2 separate regions of the Sus scrofa genome follow, and region 1 is linked to region 2. The links are chromatin contacts, called in public Hi-C maps. All regions are on one chromosome and are shown on one strand. The core of a region is the stretch at or near the end of the contact, and the rest is flanking DNA. Distances in the headings are between cores, read along the strand shown.

Evidence for each region. Hi-C and Micro-C count contacts between places; a contact is called where the count stands out from the background.
Region 1: a Hi-C map of fetal skeletal muscle shows a contact between it and region 2, with 2.9 times the contacts expected there. The contact joins two enhancer-like sites. A contact is called at or near these places in 2 of 47 Hi-C or Micro-C datasets (embryonic fibroblasts and fetal skeletal muscle).

What each region holds. Positions count from the first base shown.
Region 1 is chr7:85,683,475-85,688,701 of Sscrofa11.1, reverse strand. No RefSeq gene overlaps it. Among named protein-coding and RNA genes, the nearest start is that of RGMA, 240 kb to the left of the region's middle. Within about 2 kb of position 2,026, at least 5 of the 83 cell types and tissues checked have an H3K27ac peak or open chromatin away from gene starts, as enhancers often do. A contact at or near this core is called in fetal skeletal muscle, where this site is marked.
Region 2 is chr7:85,505,611-85,510,588 of Sscrofa11.1, reverse strand. No RefSeq gene overlaps it. Among named protein-coding and RNA genes, the nearest start is that of RGMA, 410 kb to the left of the region's middle. Within about 2 kb of position 3,343, at least 1 of the 83 cell types and tissues checked has an H3K27ac peak or open chromatin away from gene starts, as enhancers often do. A contact at or near this core is called in fetal skeletal muscle, where this site is marked.

The DNA.
Region 1 (5,227 bases), core at 777-3,276, 180 kb before region 2:
GATTTCGGGAGAGTTTAGAAGATGGCAGTTTCATGGGTTAGCTGATGAATAGCTTTTCCATACCCCAAGTGTTGTTCTGGAGAGTAGTCCTTTTTCAGAAGTCTGAAGCTATATGCTAATCCAGACTGTGGACTTCTCGGTATTGTTCATTTTGGAGTCTGTTAGAGATGATTCGTCCAATATGAGCAAGTCTTTAGTGTCCATCCTTGACCTATGGGGGTCTGGAAATGGTCACTCACCTATTTCTCAGGGTTTGAGATAGTGAATCATGAAGATATCCCTGCTGTGTATTTTCCTGGGAGGCCATGGAGGAGTTTCAGACTAATGGCAGCTATTATCTGTCACTTTAGGGTTACCTTTATTGCAGCCTTGACCAACATAGCTCCTGGCAGGGGGGTAGGGGGGTCTTTCTTTTGAGTTGACTTCAGAGACTCCTGGTTATTTCTCTATTAAGAACCATTTTATTTATGATTCTTTGCCATCTAGTCTGTGTTTAGAGAGACTTTTTCCACGAACATACTGTTTTGCTAAGTTGTCATTCCTTTCCTCATTTTTTTATTTTAATAAGAGATACATTGGTCCTCTCTAGGGCTCCGATCTGTGTGAGCTTGCCTGTTACCCAGATTAAGTGAACACCATGTGGAGCACAGCAGAGAAATAGGACGGTGTAGTCAGCCTCTGTAGTCCTCTTATGGGTCAATGGATGGGTTTGATTCGCATTTTTCAAAAGTTGAATGTGGTTGTGAATGTTCTTTTTTTTTTTTTTTTTTTGAGGTGCTCTGAGTTCTTGGAACCTCAGACTGGGATCAAGTCTTTTTTTTTTTTTTTTAGGGCCACACCCACAGCATATGGAAGTTCCCAGGCTAGGAGTCTAATAGGAGCTATAGCTGCCAGCCTACACCACAGCCACAGCAATGTGGGATCTGAGCCACGTCTGTGACCTATACCACAGCTCATGGCAATGCCGGATCCTTAACCCACTGAGTGAGGCCAGGGATAGAACCCGCAACCTCACGGATACTAGTTGGGTTTGTTAACCACTGAGCCACAAAGGGAACTCCCTTTCATTTTTTTTTGAAGTTGTTCTGCCACATGGGTAAGGGAAAGGGCAAAGAGCTGAGACGGATCCGTGTGTTCCATCTAAGCCGGTTCCTCACATACACCTGGCATCACGCCAGCGTTTGAGGGATGGTGAGCATGTCTGCCACCTTGGCCTTGCTTCCATTCATTGTGTGGGAGGGCATAGGGCTTGCTCCTCAAGTTCAGACACTGGTGACTGTCCCTTCTCTTCCAGGACAGTTCCTAACCAGGTGAGAGGTGAGGGGAGAGAGACGAAAAGGAGCAGAGCAGGAGAGGTGGCAAGATGGGGCATGCGAGAGGCAAAGCCGGGTGGTTGCTGGGGAGGAAGAAGAGAGACTTTCACGCTGATTTTGTTCTCAAGGAATTGCCGTTACCACGAAGAAAACCACAGCGGATGACAGCAAATTACTGAGTGACTGAGAGTCAGAAGTTGATGTAATAAGCAAAAGAAAGCAGTGCGATTCCGTGTGTGTGTGTGTGTGTGTGTGTGTGTGTGTGTGTGTTTGTATAGGGGAGGGAGAATGATGAAGGGCCAGTGGTGCTGTCCATCCTCTCCCATGTTAGTGCTTACATCTTTCCTTTGCTTTTCTCTTCTGCTTTTGGGAATTACGAAACAATAAAACCATGGCTTATAGTCATAATTTACACAGATGATTTATGGCCATCTTGACCATTCAGTTACATGTCCAACAGCTGTGAAATCATTGCTTTTTCCCTCAGTGGGAAGTTGGAGGATAGGAAGACTGGTGTTCCCAGTCCCTCTTCATGGGATGCTCAGAGTTCCTGCGTGTAGAGGAACAGGGTTGCCTGTCAGGACAGGCAACTCCGCTTCTTAGTTTATGGATTCAACCCACAAACTCTTCTGTGGTAGAATGTGAGGGACCCTTGCACTGCTCCGATTTCCTCTGGCAACCTCCTCTCTCTCTCTGTCTCAGAGCTATGCTGTTGCTTGACTGTGCAGGGCAGGGAATTTTTGGTTGGCCAGCATGGAGGAGAGAGGGCAGCATGGGGCGAGGAGCCCTGCACTGCTTTCCTCTGGGCCCCAGGGAGCATGGGGTCGCAAGTGGAGGGTAGAGGCCCCTGTGTGGTACCATAAAATTCTAGGAACGCTCCCTCTGCGTTGCAGGCCTGAGAATACCCAGCGTGACAGTGTATATAACATTCCTGACTTATGCTTCTTAATACCAGCCTATAAAAATAGCAATCCAACTGGATGAGGTCATGGGGAGATTGCGCGGGGCCATATGCCATGGGCTGAGTTGGTGCTGACTGATACTTGGAGGCTTAGATCCTGGGACTTGTTGGTTTGGGAAGGAGAAGACATCAGAGGGTGGGAATGGGCTGGGGAGTAGGAGAAAGAACCAGGAAGAGGTTGAATGAGCCTTTCTTAGCAGGAGGGAAGCCCATCAATTACAGCGTGACGGGGAAGAGGAGGTAGTATTACCATTTGTTGGGCCTCTACCATGTCCCAGAGAATGCCTATGTTTTGTCTCATTTAATCTTCTGGACAATATGAGTTGGGTACTTAAGTCCCATTTTGCAACGGAGGAAACTGTCTCAGCTACAGTGAATATCTGAGACTTAACTGACTAAGCAGTTAGAGATAGTATTCAACACAAGGGCTTTAGGACTTTGAGGCTGGGAGCTCTGACTTTGGGCTGCAGAGTTTTCATGTTGGGAGGAGGTTAGTTATGGTGGTGGTTGTTGTTTTGCCACATGTGCGGTAGCTTGATGTGGGATCTCAGTTCCCAGAGGAGGGATTGAACCCAGGCTGCAGTGGTGAAAGCACTGAACCTTAACCACTAGACCACCAGGGAACTCCCAGGAGTAAGTCAGTTTTACTGGGAGTGAAAGTCTCCAGTTGGAGTTTACCTTTTTTTTTTTTTTTTTTTTTGGTCTTTTTAGGGCCGCACCCACGGCATATGGAGGTTCCCAGGCTAGGGGTCAAATCAGAGTTGTCGCTGTTGGGCCATGCCACAGCCACAGCAACTTGGGATCTGAGCCAAGTCCGCAACCTTCACCATGGCTCACAGCAATGCTGGATCTTTAGCTCACCAAGCAAGGCCAGGGATCTAACCTGCAACCTCAGTGTTCCTAGTTGGATTCATTTCTGCTGCACCATGATGGGAACCCCTCACTTGGAGTTTAGATGCATGATGAAACCTGGTTTAGTGGATTTCACCTTACTGAACGGAGCCATTGTCTTTAGGAGTCTATGGATAAATCTTTTCTCCTTCCTTTCCAGGCTCCAGTGATTTGGGATGGGCCATGTGGACAAACATGACTGCTGTTGGGTCACGTTGTTGGAAATGAGTGGATAGTAACTGACTGGCAAACAGCTCTTTAGCAAAGACCTTAGCCTCCCCAGGGGGTAGTTCAGACAAAGATGCAACGCTGACTGACTGACAGAGTGTGCAGACGACGCCCCAGGCTTGTCATGGGTAGGACCACTCGACATCATTTGCACCCCCTGAACACAACCCAAAGTAATTTAAAAACTTGGTTCCGTTGCATCTCTACATTATATTCCAATAAAAATATAGCAGCTACTGGAGTTCCCATCGTGGCTCAGTGGTTAACAAACCCAACTAGCATCCATGAGGACTTGGGTATGATTCCTGGCCTCGCTCAGTGGGTTAAGGATCTGACATTGCCGCGAGCTCTGGTGTAGATCGCAGATCAAGGCTTGGATCCCTTGTTGCTGTGGCTGTGGTGTAGGCTGGCAGCTACAGCTCTGATTCAATCCCTAGCCTGGGAACCTCCATATGCTGTGGGCATGGCCCTAAAAAGACTACACACACACACACACACACACACACACACACACACATATATATAGCAGCTACTGAGCCTCTTCTATGTCTCAGATACTTTACATGCATGATGCATTTTAATTTTCACAGCAACCTTAGCAGGAAGGTGAAGCTAGCTCCATCTTATGGAAACAAAAAACCCCTAAAAAAACAGAGGCTCACAGAGGGTGAATAAGCTCCTCAAAGCAATACTATGATTAAGTTGTTATTTTGAGATTCGAACTCCATCTGTCTAATTTCAGAAATTTTTTCCTATTGGGGTCCCATCTCCAGATGGACCAGGGACGATTTTGTCTCCTTAATCACATAGGGTGTGCTTCGGTCAAAACTGGGCCCAAGATCGTATTTGTCACCAGCTTAGTAAACTGTGTTGAGATTTATTAAAAAGCCCTGTAGAGTCCAGCTGTTGAATGACACTCTTACTCATGTTGGAAACAAAGGATCTTTTCCTTTTTTCATTAAAAGTGATTCATATGTTTAAAAACAAAATGACACGTTTGGTAACAGCTTTTTGGAGAAGTAATTCACATACTGTATGATTCGCCCATTGAAAGTGTAACAAGTATATTCGCAGAGGTATATTAAATCATCGAAATTTATAAACATTTTCGTTTCCCCAACACAATTACATTTTTAATCAGAAAAGAAATTAACATTAAACAAAACTGAAAAATAGAAGAGGATCTCTCATTATTCTTCTGCCTTAATTTAGCTTTTTTCATTATTGCTACACTTCCCTCCTCTTTTGCACTGAAGATACAGAATAACACAGTTACAATCATGCTGTGCATATCAGTTTCCTCTCTGCTTTTGTAAGGTGACATTTCCCATGTTGTTACTTTGCATTTTTAATAACCCGTGATGTTCTCTCGCATTGATGTGCAATAATTTGCAAACTCAACCTGTTTTGCCAAACTATCAGAGTTTTTTTTCCCTATCATAAATAATGTTGCAGTGAACATCTCTGCACATAAAACTTATTTCCCCCGTTGAATATATTTCTTGGGGTGGCATTCCCAAGAGTAGAATTACCGGGTCAAAGGGTATGAACATTTTATGTTTCCCCCTCCCTTCTCCCATGTTTATTCTTAAAGATGTGCCACTATCTTTCAAAATGAAAACAAGTATGGTGTATACATATAGAAAACATTATACATAAAATTTAATCTACTACAAGGTTTTTTTAGTTCACTCTGTAGGTTGGAGACAGGCAAAATCTGTGAGTCAAACATCGTCCATTGCTTGGGAGCCCAGAAAGATTGTCCTTTATGTGCCCCACCTGGTGACTTAAATAACTTTACCATTTCCCTTAGAAAATGATTCCCATGGAAAAT
Region 2 (4,978 bases), core at 2,094-4,593:
CTGCAAAGACTGATGGATGCATCAGTTCTCTGTGTATTTCCATTCATTATTGTTTCCTGTATTTGAGGCTAAGTTAATATTGTCTTTCTTAGGAAATGTGTTAAATATTTTTGGAAGTCATCTTGGCCATATTTTATAGTCTCATATTTATTTTTATTTTCTAAGTATATTTTTAATTCTTTTATTTTTAAAAACATACTAAGCATACAAATTTTATATTCTGTGTTTGACAATTATAATACCTTAGGTCATTCTTTATGCTGCTGTTTTTGTTCCTTATGTATTTTTATTTATTTTTTCAGCTGGCACTCTCTCCTCCAGAGAAGAATTGTGCTTTCTTTCTTACAGACGCATGAAACAATAACAACCAAGGACAGCTTTAATATAAAGTCTTGGCTGGAGGTGTTCTGGACACATAGAGGGTGACTCTGCCCTCAAATTCTCATAAAGTCTGACTTAGGTCTACAAATCCTCAGGGGAATTCTTATTGCCTTGCTACCCGACACCGAGTTAGAATGTGGCAGATTTTTTGCTCTGCTTTTTGCTTTGTGACTTTTTTCTCTCATTAACCTAAACACTGAGGCTTTGGGGATCTTTATGAAGACACTTTTTATTTGATTGTCGATCTTTGCCTAAACCTGAATTTCTTCCCCTGTTCTCTCTGCTGCATGTAAGTGCAGAAGTAAAAACTATGGCTCATCAAGATTAATGAATCCAGGATAAAAATTAAATTCAGAGATAGCTTGCCACTTTGGATTCCCAATTTTGCTACACATTTGATTTTGAAGAAGTCAGTCTTCTTGCCAATAAAGGGGTTTAAGTTATGAGTATTCCTGCATCTGTACGTGTGTGTATGAGTTTATGTGCTTGCATACATATACTTGTATGTCTCTACCTTTTTGGTGGTTTTTCCACAATGGGTTTTTTTTAGAATATCTAGGCTATCATTTTGCCAGGAAAACTGTGCCTTCTTACTTTAATTTCAGTCATATGTCACATTTTAATATATACATGGATTTATTTTAATACTATATATTTCCATATTCAGTTTCTCTGCATTTCATATTTTAATCACTATACTTTGTAGTATGAATTAATACCAAGTTATCATATTCCAACATTTGTGTTTCTACTGTAAATTTATATTTTGGCCTTTGCTGTTTCATATCAATTTTAGGGTCAGCTTGTCAGGTTCCACAAACATTTTGCTGCTATTTGATTAATGATGTTTAGAAAGGCTATCAAGTTTTATGTATTACTCTTATTCACTAGAATTGGTTCTGTTTTGCCAGTATATTTTTTAATATATGCACACACATATATATAATCAATTATCTTTAAAAAAGGAGAGTAAATCTCAATCTTTCAAATTTTTATAATTATTTTTTGACTTATTTGACTGTATTGACTGGTAAAAACATCTGTTTGTATTTGTATTTATTATTTATTCTGAATCTAGACTCTCTGATACTCTAATCATATCCCAAATGTGAAAAAACAAAAACCAAAAAACTGGAAGGTTGTAATGGGTCTGAAGGAATGTTTTGAATTATTGAATATTTGAAAAAAAGGATACTCTAGGCTTCTTCCTCACTTTATTAAAGATACTTCCTGTAGTTTGATGGTATCTGTAGGCTATTGATAGAAATGCATAATCGGGCTGCTTTTTGACATTTTCTCGTTGTCCCTGGCTTAAGAATTTTGCTATAAATTCCTAGGTTTAGCTGTCTTTGAATTCATCTTGCTTTGCTTTTACAGAGTTTCTTGAATCTATGGCTTGATGTCTCCTGTCTGTTTTGCAAATTTCTTAGCTGGTATCTATTCAAACACTGTCTCATTATCTTCTATCTTTCTAGTTCTCTAATTACATGTACATTAGAAATTTTCACTGTGTCCTGTATATTTTTTAATACTCTTTCCTGAATTTTCCATCTTTCTCTCTGTGCATCTATCTACTTATCTTCCAGTTCACTAGTTCTCTATTCTGCTGTTAAATCCTCTTCTGAGCTCTTAATTTCAGTAAATTATTTGCTTAGTTCTGAAATAATTTTATTTGATTCTTTTTAATAGATTTCATTTTTCTGATAAAATTCTGCATTTGCTGTTCTACTTTCTTAATTATCTTCATTAAAGTTTTAAAAACATCCTTGTCTATTATAATGGCTATATCACTCATGAAATTTTTTCTGTTGTCTGTTTTTGATCACTTGCTCCTATTCCTATCATGCTTAGTAATTTTTGATTGAATGCTGGGCATTGCTTATGAATTATTCTGGAGGCCTTGGATGGTGTTATCTTCCCCATAGAGGATTTATTATCTTTCTCTTGGAAAGTCAAGGTACTACACAATTACCATGATATAGCTGAAGCTGAATTTCAGAACTTGTTAGGTTTGGTCTGTTTTTGGTTTGACCTTAGCTCTGGATGATGCACTGAGGTTTCATTTTTACTTTGTTTCACATTTGGTGGAAGTTGTTATGCCAGTCTTAGAATGATAGTTTAATAAATCTCCTCAGAAATAAAATGTCTGGCTACATTTGTGTTGATCATGGTCTCTGAGGCAGTGATTCATAATTACTTCTAGTATCTTATAATTATGTGGGCCATATATAAACAAATAAATAAAACAAATCTGGAAGCCCATAATGACCATGAAGAAATGCCTCTGAAATGCTAAACACTTGGAATTTATGGACTAATAATACAATAATTTTGATGGTGAGGAACTATGCTGACCCCTGCTTCTTATATCCAGACTTACTGTTTTTTTTTTTTGTTTTGTTTTCCTTTTTGGTCCGTGGATCTAAGGGAAATATTAAGTATACGAGTGTGACAGTAAAATAAATGACCTAACTGTATATGATAAAGTCTTGAAGCAACATAGGTGTCTGATTGAAGAAATTTTCCTATGGCAAAATTTAGAATGCTCTCATTTGATACATATTAGCACATTCTGAAATTACAAGTTCCTCTCTTGACTCTGAGAGAGAGCCCTAACAAAGATCCATTTCGATGTTTCTCAGGAGCAGGTAATCTGGACGTGACATTTTACCAGCTGAATACCCAGAGGGATAAAAGGACATTTGTGTTTGCCTTTTTGTTTGTTTGCTTCCTGTAAGTTTTAATGGTTTTGCTACAGGCCTGATCTAGGCAATCTTTTTCAGCCATGAAATTGCTGTTGTGTTTCCCCTATAATATGAATAATTTGACTCCGGGCATGCATGCAGTCTGGTTATGGTTAATTTCAGAGTCTGATTATTGAAGAAATTTTGCCCTAGTATAGCACAAAGTCTCTTCTCATGAATTCTCAGACACTTGTTTCATAAAGCTTCCAAGAGAGAGGACAAACCTCCAGCCAAATGGCTGAAGAATAATAGGTATGGTTAGATGATAGGCACCATCATGCATTCTTGGGAAACAGCTATGATTGGGCTGATGTGTTAAGGTGGTGAGATACTTAGAAAATAAAATATGTCAAATCCCTGATTTTAACCAGCTGCTCACCATCTCCAGATGGGTGGAAAGAGTTCAATTTCCCCCTTGTCTTCTGTGGTAAACAATACATTATTATAAATTAACATTTATTTTGAAATGTGCATAACAGCTGCAGGTTGGCTGCAATAGTGATAAGCATACAAAAAAAAAAAAAAAGCCTGATGTGAAGCTTTCAAAACAGAAGGAATGGTTAGGCTCCACGAACTCGAGACAATTCATTTTGTTTGGCTCTGTCTTGTGAGCTCCCTGGTTGTTTTGTCTTCTTTTCTTTTCAGAATCTGTTGCTAAATCCTTGTGTCTATAGGGAGATTTTCCTGTTCCTGTTAGCTTATAATCTTTCTCTTTAAGAAATTGTATTCACTACATTTTGGAGAGCTTAATTTGCAACAAATCATAAGGGAAAACTTGAAGAGGCCTTTTTTTTCCCTTCCATGAGCCTGTAGTCTTTTCTTTTGTTAATTTCCAAAGTCTTTCACTATTTGTACTTGAAAAACCATGAACAAATGAGTTAAGTTTTCCTGTTCTTAGGAAAATAAATTTACCTATTATGATATGAGTTGAAAATTTTTTTTCATTGTTAAAAGGCAAGCTTCTGAGATGAGATCTTCCTGAGAGGAAGTTTAAAGTCTATTTTTTGTTTCAAATCTGCATGAACCACATAGCAAATAGAGTTATCCTTTGCAAATCACTTTCCTCTTGGATCTGTCTGGGATAAATGGACTTGATTTAGAGAGCCAGAGATACTCGATGACTTTCAGATGCACTGCATGACTTTCCCAAGGCAGTTACACTGCCTAGATAGAACCCATGGACTCCTGTTTTTATGGATTCTCACTCCAAGTTCACTGTCTGCTTCCTTTTAGCTCTTTATTTTAATTTTGGAAAAGCTACAAATGAGGAACTCAATCTGGGCAATGGCTCTGAAAGTGGTCACTCTGCCCATTTTACTTGTAAAGTAAGTAGGTGTCCTCTCCCCATTCTAATGTGGGGCTAAACTGCCCTAGGTTTAGGAAGACAATTTCTCTAGGACAAAGATATTGAAACTCTTGGAGTTCCCGTCGTGGTGCAGTGGAAATGAATCCGACTAGGAACCATGAGGTTGTGGGTTAGATCCCTGGCCTCGCTCAGTGGGTTAAGGAGCTGGCGTTGCTGTGAGCTGTGGTGTAGGTTGCAGACACGGCTCAGATCCCATGTTGCTGTGGCTGTGGCATAGGCCCCAGCTGTAGCTCTGATTAGACCGCTAGCTTGGGAACCTCCATATGCTGCAGGTGTGGCCCTAAAAAGACCAAAAAAAAAAAAAAATTTAAACTTTTGTTGGTTTACATACCCATTGAGAATCATATGAGTATATGTATTCTCACCCCTCTCCCCTTAAATATACATATATCCAAAATTTAGCATACAATCTGCAGGGGTTGTGAATCCTCCCCATATTTTATGATGTACATCAAATAAAGAATCCCTGCTTTAGAGGCATATGGAG